3 separate regions of the Zea mays genome follow, and regions 1 and 2 are each linked to region 3. The links are chromatin contacts, called in public Hi-C maps. All regions are on one chromosome and are shown on one strand. Each heading gives the region's core, a stretch centred on a gene start, on an enhancer-like site or on the middle of the called end of the contact. The rest is flanking DNA. Distances are from core to core; before and after follow the strand shown.

Evidence for each region. A called contact is a pair of places that touch in the nucleus more often than the background predicts.
Region 1: a contact with region 3 is called in a Hi-C map of leaf mesophyll, with 2.8 times the contacts expected there. The contact joins two enhancer-like sites. A contact is called at or near these places in 2 of 25 Hi-C or Micro-C datasets (bundle sheath and leaf mesophyll).
Region 2: a contact with region 3 is called in a Hi-C map of bundle sheath, with 2.7 times the contacts expected there. The contact joins two enhancer-like sites. A contact is called at or near these places in 2 of 25 Hi-C or Micro-C datasets (bundle sheath and endosperm).

Annotation. Positions count from the first base shown.
Region 1 is chr1:152,603,793-152,607,495 of Zm-B73-REFERENCE-NAM-5.0, reverse strand. No RefSeq gene overlaps it. Among protein-coding and RNA genes, the nearest start is that of LOC103639529, 31 kb to the right of the region's middle. Within about 2 kb of position 1,850, at least 19 of the 20 cell types and tissues checked have an H3K27ac peak or open chromatin away from gene starts, as enhancers often do. A contact at or near this core is called in bundle sheath and leaf mesophyll, where this site is marked.
Region 2 is chr1:152,653,533-152,657,134 of Zm-B73-REFERENCE-NAM-5.0, reverse strand. No RefSeq gene overlaps it. Among protein-coding and RNA genes, the nearest start is that of LOC103639529, 81 kb to the right of the region's middle. Within about 2 kb of position 2,159, at least 18 of the 20 cell types and tissues checked have an H3K27ac peak or open chromatin away from gene starts, as enhancers often do. A contact at or near this core is called in bundle sheath, where this site is marked.
Region 3 is chr1:152,299,717-152,303,295 of Zm-B73-REFERENCE-NAM-5.0, reverse strand. No RefSeq gene overlaps it. Among protein-coding and RNA genes, the nearest start is that of LOC118476061, 51 kb to the left of the region's middle. Within about 2 kb of position 1,870, at least 20 of the 20 cell types and tissues checked have an H3K27ac peak or open chromatin away from gene starts, as enhancers often do. A contact at or near this core is called in bundle sheath and leaf mesophyll, where this site is marked.

The DNA of each region.
Region 1 (3,703 bases), core at 601-3,100, 300 kb before region 3:
CGTGAGGCCATACTAAAGGAGGCCCATGGCTCAGATTATTCTATTCATCCTAGTAGCACCAAGATGTATCAAGATCTGAAGCAGAAATATTGGTGGTATGGGCTGAAAAGAGATGTAGCTGCACACGTGGTTGTGTGTGATGTATGTCAAAGAGTCAAAGCTAAACATCAAAGACCAGCTGGACGGCTACACCTGTTAAAGGTACACGAATGGAAGTGGGAATAAATTGGTATGGATTTCATTGTCAGGTTGCCTCGCACCCCGAAAGGGTATGATTCCGTATGGGTGATCGTGGATAGATTAACCAAAGTGGCTCACTTCATTCTGGTCAAGACTACTTACAAGGGTTCTCAGTTGGCAGAGTTATACATGGCTTGAATTGTGTGCTTACACGGTGTACCGAAGAAGATTGTTTCTGACCGAGGATCTCAATTTACCCTCAAGATTTTGGAAGATCCTTCATGAGAACATGGATACAAAGTTGAACTTCAGCTCGGCCTATCACCCCCAAACTGATGGCCAGACTGAGAGAACTAACCAAGTACTTGAGGATATGTTAAGAGCTTGTGCCCTTAAGCATGGGGGCAGTTGGGACAAGAGTCTACCGTATGCTGAGTTCTCTTATAATAATAGTTACCAGGCCAGTCTGAAAATGTCACCATTTGAAGCTTTATATGGCAGAAAGTGCAGAACTCTTCTATATTGGGATCAGACTAGTGAAAGGCAGTTCTTTGGGCCTGAGATTATTCAAGAGGCAGAAGTGCGGATGATCCGGGAGAACTTGAGGATAACACAGACTCGGTAGAAGAGCTATGTTGATAACCGAAGAAGACCACTGGAATTTGAGGAGGGTGACCACGTGTACCTCAAGGTGTCACCAATTCGTGGAATGAGAAGATTCAAAGTTAAAGGCAAGCTATCCCCTTGCTTTATTGGACCCTTCAGAATCTTTAGGCGAGTTGGGGAGATGGCGTACCAGCTTGAGCTACCAGATCATTTGTCTGATCTGCATGATGTGTTCCACGTGTCTCAACTCAAGAAGTATCTCCGTGTCCCAGAGGAACAGTTACCAATGGAAGAACTTAGTGTGCAAGGCGATCTAACTTACACGGAGTATCCTATCAAGATCATTGACACTATAACTCGGGTTACAAGAAATAAAGTGATCAAAAAGTGCAAAGTGCAATGGAGTCACCATGGTGAAGATAAGGCTACTTGGGAGAGAAGAAGGGCTTCGAATAGAATTTCCCCATCTTTTCCCTAGTTCCTCCTAATCTCGAGGTCGAGATTATTTTAAGGGGGGGTAGGATTTGTAATACCCAGATTGTAAATAATAAGAAAAGAGTTGATCTCATTATATGTTTTGCCCTCTACTTATTAGAACATAGGAATAACCATAATTAAAGTGAACAATTAACCAATCGCACATAAATAATCTATGCATCATGTTGGAGCTTATTTGTGTGTGCATTTAATAATAATAACAATAATATTAATAGAAATACATTAATGTCCAATTTGGAATTTAGGACCTAATTTGCAATTTAGAATTTGGATAAAGAGAAGGAAAATACTATGCAAAATAAAGAAAATAAATATATCAATAAATAAAATCCTTCCATACTGGTATGTTCAATTTGTACATTTGATATAGAAACAAAAACTCACAACAAAACTTGGATTTAAATTTGAGATTCAAAAATAAAGAGAAAAGAAAAGCAAAAAAGAAATGGCGCTTTGGGCTAGATTCACCGGCGCCTGCCCATCTACGTCTCCACGCAGCCCAACTGGGCATGTGCACGTGCACCGACACCCCAGCCCCCCTCGTCAGCCAGACGCGCCGGGCGCCACTGCGTATGGGGCCCGCGCGCCAGCCGGTCTTCACTTTGTGCTGTTTCTGTCTCACTGACAAGTGGGCCGCGGTGGGCAGAAATTCCCGTCTTCCAGCTAACCGCGACGCCGCGCTTGTCCGAACTCGCCGCCGTGGATTTCGGAAATCGTGTAACGGATTGGGCCCATGTGGCGCAGTCGGGGCCGTCTGGTACTGTTAAATAGGTCGCCCCCTCTCCACATGTCCGTTCGGTCACCACTATCTACCCAAACCACTAGTGCCGGCAATCTCGCGTAGAGGTGGGCAGAGCATCACCGGAGTTGGCCGCTTCACCGACGTGGCAACTGCGGTGCCGTAGGAGACTCGACGTCGGCCGCGTGGTGTACACCTAGATCTTGGGGCGGGTCGATTTGGTGGCTGGGGCGCCAGGGGGAGCTCGTCGGCGACAAGAATCGCTGCGCTTCCCCCCTGCATCGTGGACAACCACCTGTGAACGCTTTCCCTTCGGTATGTACCTACCCGACCCCTCATCCTGGTAATTGACTTCATGTCGCGTAGCCTTAGGCTGGTTATAACTCGCGGGATGGCCTTGAATTGCTCATCTGCGTTCGGTGGCGGCCAGTGATCAACGTCTCTCGGGGGCAGGTATACCGGGTGACCAATTAGTGGTCTTCTGGCGTTCGGTGGATGGGCTAAGGGCGGATCAACATGATAATTCGCGTCGGGGTAGGGGGGGGGGGGCGCGAGGGGATGATCGTAGGGTCACCGGAATCGTCAACACCACGGAATGCCGGCGGCGCCACCCTGGTTCGGTCAATTAGGGTGACTATGGGGTTGCTGGCACCGTTGGATTCCGTAGCGACAGCTGAGATTGGATCCTAGCGTAACGATTGGGGCAAGGGGATCAGAACCGTTAAGATCCGATCGGGCGGATCAAGGCGACTCCGGGGCAAATAAGATCCGTGCCGTAGATTTTGGATCCTAGGGTCGGCATCGCGTACCAGTTCGCTAGTTAAATCTAATCTTGGCCGTTTAGGGGAGATCGGAAGGATAGTATCAGCCGATACCCTTTCAATCAGACGTTTTGCAAAAGAAACCTGAGAAAAATAGGAACTAACCCGCAGTCCATTGAGCATAGTAAAGATTTTAAATCTAAGTCTTGGGGATTTTATGAGTTAGCCCCTGAACTTCCTGGTATTTGTGCGCGCAGTCCAGACACTTAATAAATCAGAGGAATTAATATAGAAAATGATTTTTAGTGTTTAAATAATCCCAGAACTTGTTTAATTCATATAAAATTTATTTTAACTCCTTTTTAACCCATTCCAGTTGCATTAATTTGGTAACAATATTGTTTATCACTTGGTAACTCTGTTTTAGCATGAAACCTAGATTAAAATTGATCACTTGGTTATTTTTGTACCAAAAACATAAAATATTCGGAAAATCATAACTTATCATACGTAACTCCGAATTTAGTGATTCTTGAACCTACGATATCGTTACGATGTATAGAATATTATCATGCATTATGTAATACCCACTTTGTAAGAAAAATGTAAAAGGAGAAATTATATTCCATCTCTATTTATCATTTCATGTGAACAACTCATTTAAAAACAAAGGATTAATAAAACTCATTAAAATTGTGCATCATGCTGAGGCTTTATGTTGTGTGCATTTTGTGACAACAATGTAAAAATAAATAAATAAATATGTTAATACCCAAATTACAATTTAAATCCTAAAAGAAAATTCTAGAATTGAAACAAGAGAAGAAAATACTTACAGAGAAGATCAAATAAATATAAAATAATCCAATCAAGTTCCTATTGGTATTTGAAATTATAAAGTTAATTTAAGTATGAACTT
Region 2 (3,602 bases), core at 910-3,409, 350 kb before region 3:
CTTTAGCATCATGTGAACTACAAACATAAACACAAGCAAACACATTAGTCCACATGTTACGTTGATCATCAAACACCAAAACCTTTTGAGACAAATGGCCTGGGGTCCATTTTCCTTACACCCATTAGCACTATTCAACACAGGTCATAACAACCCTTGATCCGAAGCTTCAGTTATGATGGAATTCAAAATGTCCAAAACCAAAATGAACAACATAGGAGATAGTGGATCAACTTGACGAAGGTCTCTTTGATGATAGATCAATCCCCTCGGCTCACTATTTACAAGGACTCTGGTGGAGGAAGAGCGCAGCAGTTTGGAAACCACAACACACCAAAAAGGCTCAAAACCCATATGTCTAAGCACCTCAAAAAGTAAAGGCCAAGAAACTGAATCGAAGGCCTTGCTAATATCTAACTTCAGTAGAATCATGTCGTTTTTTGCAAATACAATGCCTTGGCGGTTTGCTGCAACAACATAATAATTGTCATGTATGCACCTGCCTTTAACAAACTTACTCTGACTTGTAGCGACCAAATTGGACAATTTTGGAGCAAGACGAACTGCTAGCACCTTGGAGACAATTTTAGTAAAACTGTGAATAAGGCTTATGGGACGAAAGTCATTGACCTCTACGTGTCATACCTAGATTGTAAATAATAAGAAAAGAGTTGATCTCATTATATGTTTTGCCCTCTCCTTATTAGAACATAGGAATAACCATAATTAAACTGAACAATTAACCAATGACACATAAATAATCTATGCATCATGTTGGAGTTTATTTGTGTGTGCATTTAATAATAATAACAATAATACTAATAGAAATACATTAATGTCCAAATTAGAATTTAAGACCTAATTTGCAATTTAGAATTTGGAGAAAGAGAAGGGAAATACTATATAAAATAAAGAAAATAAATATATAAATAAATAAAATCCTTCCATACTGGTATGTTCAATTTGTACATTTGATCTAGATACAAAAACTCACAACAAAACATGGATTTAAATTTGAGATTCAAAAATAAAGAGAAAAGAAAACAGAAAAGAAAAGAAAAAAAGAAATGGGTGCATCTGCGTCTCCACACGCAGCCCAACTGGGCCAGTGCGCCGACACCCCGGCCCCTCTCGTCAGCTAGACGCGCCGGGCGCCACTGCATATGGGGCCCGCGCGTCAGCCGATCTTCACTCTGCGTCGTGTCTGTCTCGCTAACAAGTGGGCTGCGGTGGGCAGAAACTCTCGTCTTCCAGCTAACCGCGACGCCGCGCTTGTCCGAACTCTCCGTCGCGGATTTCGACAATCATGCAACGGATTAGGCTGATGTGCCGTAGTTAGGGTCGTCTGGTACTGTTAAATAGGTTGCCCCTCTCCACCTGTCCGTTCGGTCACCACTATCTACCCAAACAACCAGTGCCGGCAATCTCGCGTAGAGGAGGGTAGAGCATCACCAGAGTTGGCCGCTTCACCGACGTGGCAACTGTGGTGCCGTAGGCGACTCGTCGTTGGCCGCGTGGTGTACACCTGGATCTTGGGGCGGGCCGATTTGGTGGCTAGGGCACCAGGGGGGAGCTCGTCGGTGACAAGAATCACCGCGCGTCCGCCTTGTATCGTGGACAACCACCTGCTACGCTTTCCCTTTGGTATGTACCTACCCGAGCCCTCATCCTGGTAATGGACTTCATGTCGCGTAGCCCTAGGCTAGGTATAACTCGCGGGATAGCCTTGAATTGCTCATCGGCGTTTGGTGGTGGCCAGTGATCCGTGTCTCTCGGGGGCAGGTATACCGGGTGACCAACTGACCAATTAGTGGTCTTCTGGCGTTCGACAGATGGGCTGATGGCGGATCAACATGATAATTCGTGTCGGGGTACCGGGGGCGCGCCAGGGGATGATCGCGGTGTCACCGGAATCATCACTACCGCGGAATGCCGACGGCGTCGCCCTGGTTCGGTCAACAGGGGCGTCGGGGGCGACCATGGGATTGCTGGCACCGTTGGATTCCGTAGCGACGGCTAAGATTGGATCCTGGCGTAACGATTGGGGCAAGGGGATCAGAACCATTAAGATCCGATAGGGCGGATCGGGGCGACTCCGGGGCAAGTAAGATCCGTGCCGTAGATTTTAGATCCTGGGGTCGGCATCGCGTACCGGTTCGCTGGTTAATAAATCTAATCTGGGCCGTTCAGGGGAGATCAGATGGATAGTATCAGCCGATACCCTTTCAGTCATACGTTTTGCAAAAGAACCCCGAGAAAAATAGGAACTAACCCGCATAGCATTGAGCATAGTAAAGAGTTTAAATCTAAGTCTTGGGAATTTTATGAGTTAGTCCCTGAACTTCCTGGTATTTGTGCACGCGGTCCAGACACTTAATAAATCAGAGGAATTAATATAGAAAATGATTTTTAGTGTAAAAATAATCCCAAAACTTGTTTAATTCATATAAAATTTATTTAACTCCTTTTTAACCCATTCCAGATGCATTAATTTGGTAATAATATTGTTTATCACTTGGTAACTCTGTTTTAGCATGAAACCTAGATTAAAATTGATCACTTGGTTATTTTTGTACCAAACACATAAAACCTTCGGAAAATCATAACCTATCATTCGTTACTCCGAATTTAGTGATTCTTGAACCTACGATCTCGTCACGATGTATAGAATATTATCATGCATTATATCTCTTTGTTTGGTGTGATGTTAATTTCCCTTATACTATGTTTGTTTGTATTGTTTCAAGTAGACGAGCAAGTGATCGAGGATCCCGGTACCTAGCAGGTGGAAATTGCTGAGCAGGAGCTCATTAAAGGAAAGTTGTGCCCTTGACCACTTTTATTTATCCAATAATGTTCTCTATATTCATTTTGGCATGCATAGGCTTAATTTTGATGGGACCCAATATGTCACCCTAGTTTGGTCATCTTTACACCTGGTTTACCCCTGAACTTTTGGGTAGTCTTTGCTATTGCTATATGTGGTTTGGGTGTTGAGATAACTATTACACATGCTCATTCTTTATTATAATCTTTCTATTTTGTTCATAATAAGACTATTATGTTAATTGGAACATGGAGATTAACTTGACAAACATGTGCCACCACAAGGGTGGAATGGGACGCCTTGGCTGACTAATTAGAAAAGGTAGTGGAGGTCTACCTTATCCGAAAGGGGCAAGGGCAGTAGGGGAGTTGTCGGTGTAGGGAGGTTCTCTAGTTGATTTTGCTGCGATGGCGGTCAGACAGGGGATTCCTGCATTGCGCTCCCTAAAATTGTAGCGGGTTTTCTAAAGCTAGTGGAACTTTATAAAGGCCTCATAGTGTTACCCTGCCTCATATCCTCGGTAGAGATGAATGGGACTTCTAGACCCCTTGGCAACCGGGTGACATGACTTGTGGGTAAAGGGTACAACCTCTGTAGAGTGTAAAACTGGTATACTAGCCGTGCTCGCGGTCATGAGCAGATCATGACTCTCGCATGATTAATTTATGGAATTAAATTCAATTTGTCATTTGCATCGCATTGTGGTTTTATTATTACTTTTGATCTATTATTACTCTGGTTTGGTATTTACTTACATTTAGTAACTACTAATAAA
Region 3 (3,579 bases), core at 621-3,120:
GTGCTTATAATTTTAGCACCAGCGCGGTCGCGGATGCATCCCACAACTTCTTCATTGACCCAACCGAAGAGCATTGACCCCGGCTGGTAGCCGCAGGAGATAGCAAATTCTTTTAGCTCTGATATGTCCTTTTCGAAGAGCTGTTGGCCGCCCAAGTGCCGTAGGTCGAAATTCGCTCCTTCCGAAGAGGTTTCTTCAACTTTCTTCCCCTTATCAGAAACTACTGCAGCTACCTCTTTCTCCACAACCACGTCTGATATAAGTCTGTCCATTTTGGACAGAGTGGTTGTGAGATTTTCATCTTTGGCTGCAACGGTAGCTTCGGCATCAGTCGATTTAGCAGCTTTGTCTGCTGTAATGCCCGAAATTGGTATAAGAGAAAGTTAATAGGATAAATAAATAAATATACTTCTCTGCTAGAATTTTTAGGATTTCTTGATCTTCCTTTCTTTGTGCATTGTCAACTAAAGGAAGTAAAGTAGCCAAATGACAAATAAATAAATACGTGAATGTGCATTCCATGCTGGGTTCTTGTATGTTTGCATTTATATTCAAATTGTGAGATAAATTTAAGTTTCAAACTTTAGAATTTGGAAATAAAAGAGAAAAGAGAGGACAAGTTATTCTCTGCAAGAAATTTAAAGAATACCCTTAAATATATTCAAGATAAAGTGGCTCTTGGTAAAAGAGAAAACATTGTTTTTCCGTAAACAAGTAAGGTAATGAATATTTAATTTTCTTCTTACTTGGGATTTGATCAAACACACTCAAGAGTAATAATTATTCCTAAAAAGAAAAAAAAGGCATAATATACTTTGAACCTTTAACTAAACAAAGGAAACAAAATAATTGAAATAAATATATATAAGGCTATAAAAATATGTACTTTGCCTTCATGATTTTGGATGTTGCATTTAGATTAGAAATTGAAACTCATATTTGAATTTGAATCTAAATTGAGATTGGTAAAGGAAACATAAAAGAAAATATAAAAAAACTACCTGCTTACCTGGACCGAATTCCCCTTTGCCCGGCCCACTCATCTACCTCCAAAGCCCACTGCTGCACACCTCCACGTCTAGGTCAAGCCGACGTTTGGGCCCCACTTGCAGTCCCTCTCCGCTCTCCCTCACCTACCGTGTCGTGTCCGGACTTCTGAACGCGTGTCACCCACCTCACACTAACATGCAGGGCCCACTAGCCAGCCTTCCCCAATGCAGCCTCGCGGGAGTCACTGACAGGCGGGCCGTATTGGGTAGGATCTCCTGCTCCCTTCCTTCATCGTGATGTGCGAGCAAAAACATAACAAACCAACAGAAATCCTTAGAGTTCGGGAGGATCCGTTTGCTCGCCCCCATAGGGAATCCTTCATGGAATATATATACAACCCAGGACCCTGCTCATCCCCTGAAGTCGCGACAGAAGCCGCCACCAGAGTACCGAGAGCCGAGCGGGGGGAGGCAAAGAGTGTCACCGCCGCGTGTAGATTTACGATTGCGTCGTCGCCGCAGCTTCTGCGGTTTCCTGGGCGCTTCACTAGGGAGCACTGACCTTGATCGTGGTCGTTTCGGGTGTCGGAAGCTGCAGCTTGGTGTGAATTTTCTTGTCGGAGTAATTCCCCAGCCGCCAGGCTGCCATATGTCGCCGCCTGAGCTCCATGCTGCTCAATTTTTGCTAAGCTAGCTCCTACCGATTTTCTCGCGATCCCCATTTCCTATTGAGCTTGTCGATCGGATGACGTATGCCTCGAGGCGGTCGCCTTTGTGCTCACCAGGGACCTCCCCCATCGCGGCGGTGCCTGCACCACCGTCCCGAGCGGTGGTGAGGACGACGATGGCCTCATGGCCCTTTGATTAGATACGTGCGGTCGTGATAACCCTCCATTGCTTTATTGTCCCATGGTCATGGATCTGTGCATCGACAGTTACGATTAGATGAGAGAGTAACTTTTCGCGACGTCGAATCATTGTCGTTTGATGGAAATCGAGTGGCCGCAGTTTGATGTACCAGTTAACTATAAACTAGATCTAATCTGAGCCTTCGGTAGGATATCGGATGGATAGGGATCACAGATACCCCTCTGGATCGGACACTTTGCATAAGAGCCCTCCTGGAAATTGGAAACTAATCCGCTGTCTGTTTCTCATTGTAAAGAAAATAGAATTTAATGGATACTTTGCATATAAACCCCTGGAAGCCGTTTTTAGGTATAAAATTAACCCTAAATAACCTAGAATCTTGTTTAGCCCATATAACATCCGTTTTAACTCCGATTTACTCCGTTCCAATTGCGATGGTTTCATAATGACATCTTCCACACAATAACAACATTAGTTTTATCATGTCGCATATTTTTTTATGGATATAGTTTAAATTTATGTTTAGTAAATTGAACATGCTAATCAAAATTAACCTATCTACGTTTATAACCTGGCTATACTTATAATTTGACTAGAATATGACCTCTACTCCCGTTATAACTTAGATTATAATTGAATTATGTATTTATTTAGAATATTATTTTCATATGATTTATGTTAATTAATATAGAATATACTTTCAAACTGTTTGATCATCTAAAACTTCAGAAAACCCTATCCTATCAACCGTAGCTACAACTTTAGTTGTTTTCGATCTCACGACCTCGTAGTAGCACGTAGATCAGGTTGAAGATGTAGCCCGAAGGTGATAAGAATGGATGATGAAGCTATAGCCGAAGAGCTTTGGTTTGATGTGATGACGAAGACCAAGTATGATGATGACCGAAAAGAGACAAAGACTACTCAGTCCTCAATGATCTGTGTTATGATTATAGATGAATGTCAGGGGCATAAATGTAATTTTACCCGGGCTGCGTCCCGTGCCTATAAATAGATGAACAGTAGCACCGTATTGTTCACGCTGAATTGTAATCTCCCCCGCGTCAGTGCCTTCGAGCAAGCCGAAGGTATCAATGTAATATATATTTTGTTAATACTCATATATACTTTATGGAATGCAGATACGAATGGATTAATGAGGTGTACTCATTATATTTATCCTTGTGTATTCTTATTTATCTATAACATGATGCAGACATGTCCTTCATGACCTTCGTCTAATGATCATTATATCTGCGAGGAGGTAATGTTTCGGAAGACGAAGGTTCTTAATACCTAGCAAATGTGTTGCCTTGTTCTTGATTCACATCATTTGAGAACAAGTGACCAACAATTATAATTTAAAGAGGTGAAAAAACAATTATATTCAACATAAAAACTTAGCTAAAACTTTATAAAGTTAAACTTCAAAACTTAGTAAGCACTAACATAACTTTTCTCAGTTTTTCTTGAGATAAAATAGTGCACAAATATTTACATCATTATTCTCCTACAAACGATAGAAAAATAAAAAAGATTAAACAAAGTTACCGTTGGCACTATGCTTTAAGGGCATCCAGCCTATATTGATCCAGTCTAGATGACCTGTCAGCCCTCCCCCCTCCACGTGAACGCTACGCTGCAACATGGTTCTAGGTCATGAGAGCATTTCCCCACATGGGCAAAAAGTAGGCTTGGTCACCATGTGCCCTTGGATGCT